Regions from separate parts of the Gossypium hirsutum genome. Here region 1 is linked to region 2. A link is a contact called in public Hi-C data. All regions are on one chromosome and are shown on one strand. The core of a region is the stretch at or near the end of the contact, and the rest is flanking DNA. Distances in the headings are between cores, read along the strand shown.

Evidence for each region. A called contact is a pair of places that touch in the nucleus more often than the background predicts.
Region 1: a Hi-C map of callus shows a contact between it and region 2, with 4 times the contacts expected there. The contact joins the enhancer-like site here to the promoter of LOC107913360 in region 2. A contact is called at or near these places in 6 of 34 Hi-C or Micro-C datasets (callus, leaf and seedling).

The regions. Positions count from the first base shown.
Region 1 is chrD11:30,143,408-30,148,052 of Gossypium_hirsutum_v2.1, reverse strand. LOC107913364 (kinesin-like protein KIN-8B) reads left to right here. Exons shown (of 17, transcript XM_041104033.1): 17 at 1-438. Among protein-coding and RNA genes, the nearest start is that of LOC107913364, 10 kb to the left of the region's middle. Within about 2 kb of position 1,837, at least 4 of the 9 cell types and tissues checked have an H3K27ac peak or open chromatin away from gene starts, as enhancers often do.
Region 2 is chrD11:29,920,123-29,924,944 of Gossypium_hirsutum_v2.1, reverse strand. LOC107913360 (leucine-rich repeat receptor-like serine/threonine-protein kinase BAM1) reads left to right here and starts at 3,571. Exons shown (of 2, transcript XM_016841916.2): 1 at 3,571-4,822. The coding sequence starts at 3,674.

The DNA.
Region 1 (4,645 bases), core at 588-3,087, 220 kb before region 2:
ATTTACTAACCAAAGCTTTAAAACTTAAGGCTGCCCCTCCATTTTTGTATAGCTTTCTTGTATGTTGTACCTCAGTCTTTCTTTCCATTGTTTTGTTTTTGCATTCTTTTCTCTCCAGTGTTGATGTATATACATGAATCAGTGCATCAGAGTTGGCTCAGGAGGAATTGGTAGCTGAATTCTTTGTTTCCCCATTGTGGAGATTAGAGGGTTTATAAAACCCAAGCTGCGGATTGTAGGTTGTTTTTGTAACAGTAATGTTTCATAGAAAAAAAAAACGTTCAATCAATTTCTTCAGTTGAAATCTAAGTTACAAAATGAACGACAAAATAGCTGCCAAGAACTTGTTTGTAATGTTAATGTTAAGTGTTCATTTTATATTTATTCGATGAAATAAAGATTGTGACCAGAAATAAAGTGGAGTGGTCCATTGAATAAGATAGTTTCAGAAAATTAAATGTATTTAACAAATTGAATTTTTTTTTGGTGAATAAAAAATGAGATAACAAGATCAAACTAAATGAACAAAAAGTAATAGTAGCTTTGTCTTGCTCAAGAAAGTCAATCAACTCCCTAGACAAGCATACCATCAATCCCAATAGAAGATATTTCAGTTAAATGATCAGAAACTTGATTTCTTTATTTAGGGACATGCCTAATTATTTAATGTTCTTTGTACTGTAACATCTGCTTAATTCCTTGAATCAAGGCTGAGTTTGATGCCTCCAAATAGCCATCTTGAATATCATTGACCACCTCCAAGCAATTAGTCTGAATTAAAGCTTTAACATACCCCTTTTCTTGTAACAAGAGTAAACCACTTTAGGTACTTCAAAGTTCAGCATCAAAGACCGAACAAACACCTAAATTATGATTAAACCTGACAATCCAGTCACTAAAATGATCTTGCACTACACTAGCGGATGCGTATCTTGTGCTCACATTCATTACCCCATCAGTATGTAAAAAAATACAAATACCTGACAAAGATTGAACCTAAGCTCCAATGCATCTACTAAACATCATAGTCGTATGTACATTAAAAAATTGTCAAACCCAACATAATGAAACTTTAATTATCTCTAAAGGACAAACCTTGAAAAATGAATAAATTCCTATTCTTTCAAAGACGCCATGCAATTAAACCAAATAAGTAGGACCAAAGAACTTCCTCAGAAAGCACCCTTAAATGTAGGATAAGTTGAAACTAACTAGTTTGCAAAGTTGGAAGCAAAGAAAAAATTATTACTCTTATTTACAGGCATTATGCTCAGTCATACCTCTGTCGCTGCTGAACAATCTCTAAAAACATAAAGGTCTCTAGAGGCATGAGTGCAAACTGGGTAAGAAGGATCCTGAACAATTCCTCTCCCAACACGTTTCATGTTTGTAAGCAATCGTTGCTTTAAAGCAAGCCACATAAAGAGGCAAACTCTTTGTGGCCCTTGAAATTTCCATACCGTCTTCCAAGACTCATCTATAGTTCTCTTAAAATTCTCCTAAATCATGTGACACACACTTTTAACGAAAAAAGATTTAGTAGGTTGACGACTCCAAGCAATCCTATCCGATCCCGCTAAAGAATGAGGTTTTGGGATACTGACTATACACCGAACAATGTCTTCAGATAGCCACACCCGAAATAAATCAAGATTCCACAACCCGTCCACTGTTACCATCTCGTCAAGCATGTAATCAGGATCCAAGTTAGCATGCGAAGGAATTAGCTGCATCAATGGTCCTACACTCGAAATCTAATGATCTTTTCAGCAACGAATCGACCTTCCATCTCCCACAAACCATACTAGATTATCTTTAAGTAAAGGCCAAACCTTGGATAAAATCCTCCAAAAGAATGAATTCAAACTTCTCAAAATGCTATATGGATGTACCAAACTAAACCCCAACTTTAACCAGAAAAAAAAGAAGAAGACTTGTTTTGGACCTCCAAACGACAAAACCCAAGTCTTCTAGAAGAACGAGGCTGACAGACTAAATCCCAACTAATGCTAGTTTTTTGTTTCCACTCGACCAACCCCAGATAAACTGTTTGACCAAGCGCTCAATCTCATCACAAACTCCTTCAGGAATCATTGAAGTCTGCATGAAATAATTATGAAAGGATAAAAGCACATATTGTGCTAAAGTAGCTCTCCTAGCTAAAGATAACTTCTTGGCATCCCAGTTGTACAACTTACTTCGAACATTATCCACCACAAATCGAAAAGTGCTATTGGTGACCTTTTCATGAAAAAGAGGAATGCCCAGATATGAGTTGAGATTATCAGTTTTTGGAAACTAAGCAAACTACTAATTTCGCTTCCCACCGCCTCATCACAGTGACCAGAGAGATCACAGAAATTATCCAAAATCTCCTTAAAGGAGCTGTGCATGACCCAAATCAACTTTGTTAAAAATTACCAGATTATCAATAAAGAATAGATGCAATAAATTTGGCCCAACTCTAAATAATCTAATTGGATGCCACTGACCCTTAGATATAGCCAAATGAAAACTATACCTGAGTCGTTCTATACATAGAACGAACAAATATAGGGATAAAAATTGAAATTTTTTATTCCTTATAAACTTTAAACTTTTTTCCTATAAATTTCTTAAATTATTACATCCTTAAACTACACTCCCAAACTATTGATAAACTAAAAAACTTAAATATAGAATTTGTAGTACATAAGATTATATATGTTGAATTTACATTATAAAGTTGTTATCAGTAACACTATTTTAGGTTGCATAAAATAGATTATATAAAACTTAGTTGCATTTTTAGACACTATTTTAGTATTTTTAGAACATTGCATAAGAAGCTTAGACGGTGCTTAAATATTATTATTTTTTACTTTTAATTGCATGTGGAAGGGTTGTGTTTCAGGTTTGGCAAGTGCAGGTTGAGCAACGAGAAATAAATGAGTGTAGGTTTGCCGGGACAAAAGGTTTTTATCTTAGAAAAAAAAAATTTAAAAAGAGGATAATCTTGGGTTGTTGAAAAAAGAATTTAAAAAGAGGAGAAGATAATAATCTTGGGTTGTTGAAAAAAGAATTTAAAAAGAGGAGAAGGTAATCTTGGGTTGTTGGATTTACCCTAAGGAAAAAGTCTACAAAAAGCCAAAGGAGGAAACCCAAAGACGGACGAACAAGGGTGGAGATCCATAGGTGAAACTAGAGAGTAGCGGTTGAGTAGAGACGGAAAGACGAAGACGAAATCAGTCCCTCTCAGCCATCGCAGGACACTGTTGTAACAACCCAATTTCAATGGTGTCGAAAACAGTGGTTTCAAGACCACAACTCTAAAAAGTGAGTTATTATTTTAATATTTATTTAATTTCTATAGGGTTAATTTAAGATAATATTAAATTTTTGTTATGAAATTTTGAGGTTTAAGTAGTTAATTAGGTAAAAAAGACTAAATTACAAAATGTGTAAAAGTTGAGTTCTATTAGTTAAGTGGATTGAAAAGCTTTAATAAGATGAATTAATGGACTTAGATGGTAATTATACCATATATGTTGATGGTGGACAAATATGGACATGTTTATGTTAGTTTTTAAGTTATAATGTAAGGGTAAATGAGTAAATAAACAAAAATCATGAAATAAACCAAAACAAAGCTATCATCTTCTTTTTTTGTTCTTTTTTAAACCAAAATTAGCCATTGAAGGGGGGAGAAAGCTTCGGTTTTGAGTTTCTTCATCTATGGTATGTATTTGAGCCCCGATTTTAATGATTTTTATGTTTTTGAGCTCGTTTTAGCTTAATCTAGCTAGCCCAAGGGTTAATTTGCAAAACTGTTAAAGGTTGAGGGACTTTCCATAGTTGAGTTTGAATGTGTTTTGATGTTAGTTGATAGATTATCAATCTTAGTTGTTAAACAAACTTATTTTGTCAAGTGATTTTTGATGAATTTGGAATTAGGGGTTAAATTGTTGAAAGTGTAAAAAGTCATGGGTTTTAATGTGAAATTTTGGTAATTATGGGTTGTTCAAGATCCCTAGTAAAACCGGTTAACATGAGTTTAGGTTAAAATGGTTAAATTTTAAGTTACGAGCTTAAGGACTAAATTATGAAAAAGTTAAAATAAGAGGGGTAATTCTATAATTTCATGATAATATGTGTCGAAACCACTTTTTTACAACAAAGTATGGTGTTGAATTTTATTTTAAAAATGAAAATAAAAAGAATGGGAGTCGCCACTGACATTTTTTGAGGTGTGATCGAATCACATTGCAATTCAATCATTTTGATAAAACGTTTTGATTTTATTAAAACAATGATTTTGGTCTACGGAATTTAAGAAAAACGGGTTCGGGAGTCAGTTACATGCGAGGAAGGATCAGCACCCTCGTCATGCCCAAAATTGGTACCTAATTGATTAATTAATGTCTTAATGTCGAAAAATTAAAAATTCGAAAAGAAATTTAAAAATATGATCATTTTATTAAAATTACTTAAAAATTTAAAAAAGGGTGTATTTCTCGTTAATCGAGAAAAAGAATTATATCCCGTGAGTTAGGACACAATATCTTAAATCTTGAAACGAGAATAAACACCAACCTTTAAACCTGGTGTGTTCTAAACAATAGTCATGTTTCAGGTTCTTATGTTATTTAGAAACTTTCATAGTAAT
Region 2 (4,822 bases), core at 2,322-4,821:
ATCGTATCGGGTACTTTACCATAATACCCATCGATATGTTTCGTCGTTACTGGTGATACTATTTGCATATAGGAATAATAAGAAATATGCCTATCATTTAGTACAGAGTCTACCACAAGGAGCGTCCCTCATGGTTTATTCTTAGGAGCCTTTCTAGAACACGCCATAAGAGTAGCCCATCTTGTGTGTGTCGTGAAAACTTTTTCTATAGGAATCTCTATAGAGGATATTTCCTTCGTGACCTGCCACAAGGGCATATCCTTTATTTTTTGTCGCGAAGGCTTTAAGTTTAGAATCCGCATTTCATATCGTTCCCTTCCTTATTCATCAAGAATTCCATTCCACCAGAATACGTCATGGAAATCATTTCTATATTTTAGGATCCACCTTAGAGGCGTCTCCTTTAAAAGGTTGCCACAAGAGCCATTCTTTAGGGTGCGCCACAAGGTGTCATTTACAAAATTTTCCACGAAGGCTTCCATTTTCTTAGATTACCTCAAATGCTTTCATTTTCTTAGATTACCACAAAGGTTTCCATTTTAGATACGCAACTAAGACTTCCATTTTCTAGATTGCCACAAAGGCTTCCATTTTAGATACGCCACAAAGGCTTCCATTTTTGACGTGTTCACGATAGAGATTCGCCTAGACTCACATTTCGTGAGGTTTGTCCCTCATCGTCTCGGGTCATGTAAAAAACCCTATTCGATAATAACCTTCATTTAGTTCTTTCCATATGATGCCATAACCCACCAACTATGGTCTTACACGATATTGTGTCATGGAATTTTCCTTTTAAAAAATCATGTTTAAAGTCCCAACGAACCTCTTTAGACGACTCTGTGAAGACAAAGACAGACTCATTATACTCTGACTCACTCTTGACAAACATAACTCATAACATACTCTCAACATACACTTATACATTCCAATTGTTCATAAACAAGCATCCTTCAATTTCCAAATTCACATAACATAGTTTATCATATTTCATGCAATTTATACATACATGGTCCATCAACATTCATCCTACACAAGATCGTCACATCATACTTCTTTAGCTTCAATTCCATAATTTATTTACTTTTCACAGAAGTTTCTAAGATGCACAATCACACATATAAGAGTCGGCTTAGGGACTCACCTAACTTTCATCTTCTGCAACACCACACTCTAGATCCAAACTTTCATCGAACAATCCACAACAACTACTTCTACAAAACATGGAAATTCATCAAGATCTATTCACGTACCCCTTTTTTCGTCATCTCTAACACTAAAAATCCCCAAATAAGATCTTATATCATCCATCTTACCAAGTTAAAACGAATTTACTCTTTCATAATCATAGCATGTAGGGTCATAAATCTTACCTTGACATGGAGCATTTTTCAGTAAAGATCCAGATCTACAATTTAGCTTAAGTAAAAAGAGGGGTTACCCTATGTTTCTTTAGATTTAGACAGAAATACTTCTTGAAGAAGGAAGAAAAAAACTCCCCTTTTTCCTAACCTGATTATCTAGATATACAACATTTGTCCCTATGGAAACTTGACACGCGTCATAATCCTATTCAATCTGCCGTATAGGTGATTTATAGCTGTAGAGAAACGTGTACAAAACCCAACACACGCACACACACACACACACACACACATACATATAGAAATTTCATCACTCGTTTCTAACCACCTAGTTTATTTTTTTATTACCTTATAATGGGACCATATTTATTAAATAAAATAAAATTATAAGGAAATTTGAAAAAAAAACCCCTTTAAGTGGAATTTTAAAAAGGAAATTAAGCTACTAAAATCTTTTTTTGAAATTAATTACAAATTATGAAATTTTCTGATAATTTTACCCAAGCAAGTAAATTCATTTTTAAAATTTTGAAAATCGTGATACAAATGAAATCCTTTCTTCAAATTCTTTATCCAAACACACCTTTAAGGTTTTTAATAAAAACTCAACATCCATGAGTGACTAAATCAATTTAAATATTCGTTCTCTTCTTAAAAAAATAATTACATTTATTATTAAATTTTAAAAAAATATTTTTATAAGGACCTCAACATCGGTAGGTGTTGAGGTTTGCTTAAATATGATCCACAATAATTTTAAAAATACAAATTTTACACTTATTGTTGTTGAGGTTTTAATAATTATTCTATAAACATTATCTTGACTCCGATAATCTTATAAAATTTGTCAAGACATATAACTAAACTCAACAATCATTAGTACTGAGGTACTAATAACAAAGCATCTCTTGACAAAAAAACTTTTAGAGATACTTATTTTGATACATAAATAATTCTTTTACTATATTCAAATTGAAAAAAAAAACATAGATTAATAGCTTTTATGTTAATTTAAAATGTGTCTATATTAAAAATATTAATTGTGGACAAATAGTAAGTATCATCATTAGGGTGAGGAAAATTCACTTTTATTTGAAAAAAAACGATTTTTAAAATTTTTGAGTTAATTGAATTATACTATTTAATTTTTTTTGAATAAATTCGAATAAGTAATTTTGTTTTCGTTAAATCGAGTTGAGTTTTACAAGTTGAATAATTCGAATAAATTGAGTAACAAATTAATGTAAATATCTCTTGAATTACTAACAATTTTGAAAACATATAATTTGATTTCTCTAAAAAAATACAAATATTCAAAACAACATTCAAAATTCAAAATATTTATATTTTTTTCAAAATTTTATAAATATATTCAAAAAATGAAAAAAATCTAAAAATCTTAAAAATATATTAAATGCTAAATTGTATTTTATAAAAAAAATCTAAAATGATAAATTTGAGGTCTTAAACAAGTAAATTATCAAATCAAATTTATCATACTAATTATCTTGTATTTTTCCATTTTATTTGTTTTAAAAGAGTTTTCAAAATATGTTCTTTAACTTAGAATTTTAATCATACTATCAACAAGATTTATGATTCGTTTAAATTTTTTTAATTTATCTTGAATAAATAAATTCGACTCGATTCGATTCGAATTGAATTGAATCTCATTTCACAAGACTCATTTTGAAAAAAAAATTCAAATTGAATTAGAATGATAAAATATGACTCCTCAATTTGACTAACACGAAAATTTTTCACTCGATTCGATCGGATGTTTTTCACTCGAAGTGGATAATCTCATTGCAAGTGTACTTACATAATTTAATAATTTTATTTTAATTTAAAAAATTATATATTAAAAAATAATTGAATAGAATGATTTGCTTAAGTAAAAATTTTTTAAAAAGTATATATATAAATGTTTTTATTTAAAATTATAGTTGAATTTTCAAAATTTATTTGAGTAATCCATTCATCATGGGTTTAAATTTAATTAGAAGTTGAACAAAATAGAAAATAAAAAATAAATGTATTGCTTAACATTATTCAAATTAAAAAATGAAGCCAACAATCAAAGTCCAAATCTAAAACAAATGAAACATCGAGGGCAATCATGAAATGTTCAAAATCAGCTCTACCCGTAACCAAACAAATTTAAAAATATATATAATAAAATCACACTTCTCGTCTTCTTCACTGACTCACCTCAGTCTCCCCTCCCATTGACCCCCCCCCCATCTTTCCCTCCTAATTCCATTTCAGGGAGAAAAGAAAAAGAAAATCTTTTGTAAGATAGAGCTAAAATGAAGTTTCTCCCCCTCCTCGTACTGTTTCTTCTCCTCCGCATTTCCCATTCCTCTGCCGCACGATCCGTCTCGGAGTTTCGCGCGCTTCTCGATGCTAAATCATCCATTACCGATGACCCTCAATCTTATCTATCCAACTGGAATGAAAGTACATCTCTTTGCTCTTTTACCGGTGTCACGTGCGACCATACCGGTCGTCACGTGACATCCATCGACCTTTCTAACTTCAACTTGTCCGGAACTCTTTCCCCGTCCTTTTCCTACCTCCGTTTCCTCCAAAACTTCTCCGTCGCAGCCAACCAGCTTTCCGGTCCAATCCCGACGGAACTCGCCGCCCTTTCCGCTCTCCGTTACCTCAACTTCTCCAACAATGTTTTCGGCGGTTCTTTCCCTTCCCAACTTTCCCAACTCAAAAACCTCCGAGTCATCGATTTATATAACAACAACATGACCGGGGACTTGCCGGTTTCCGTCACTGAGCTTCCCAATTTACGCCACCTGCATTTGGGAGGAAACTTTTTCAGCGGTCAGATCCCGTCAAGTTACGGCCGTTGGGAGCACCTTGAATATCTAGCCGTTTCAGGTAACGAACTTAGCGGTAAAATCCCACCCGAAATTGGTAACCTGACAATGTTACAGCAGTTGTACATTGGCTATTACAATAGTTTTGAAGGTGGCTTGCCCCCGGAGATGGGGAACTTATCAGAACTCGTTCGGTTCGACGCTGCTAACTGCATGTTATCCGGCGAAATACCACCAGAGATCGGCAAGTTACAGAAGCTCGACACTTTGTTTCTCCAAGTCAATGCACTTTCTGGTTCCTTAACTCCCGCGCTGGGAACCTTAAAAAGCTTGAAATCAATGGATTTATCGAACAATATGCTGACTGGAGAGATTCCACAGAGTTTCGCTGACCTCAAAAACTTGACTCTTCTGAATCTTTTCAGAAACAAACTTCACGGGCAGATTCCAGAGTTTATCGGTGAGTTGCCTGAGTTGCAGGTTTTACAGTTATGGGAAAATAACTTCACAGGAAGCATTCCTCAGACGTTGGGAAGTAATAGAAAGCTTCAGCTCCTAGACCTTTCGTCAAATAAGTTAACGGGGAATTTGCCGCCGGATATGTGTTCCGGCAACACGTTGCAA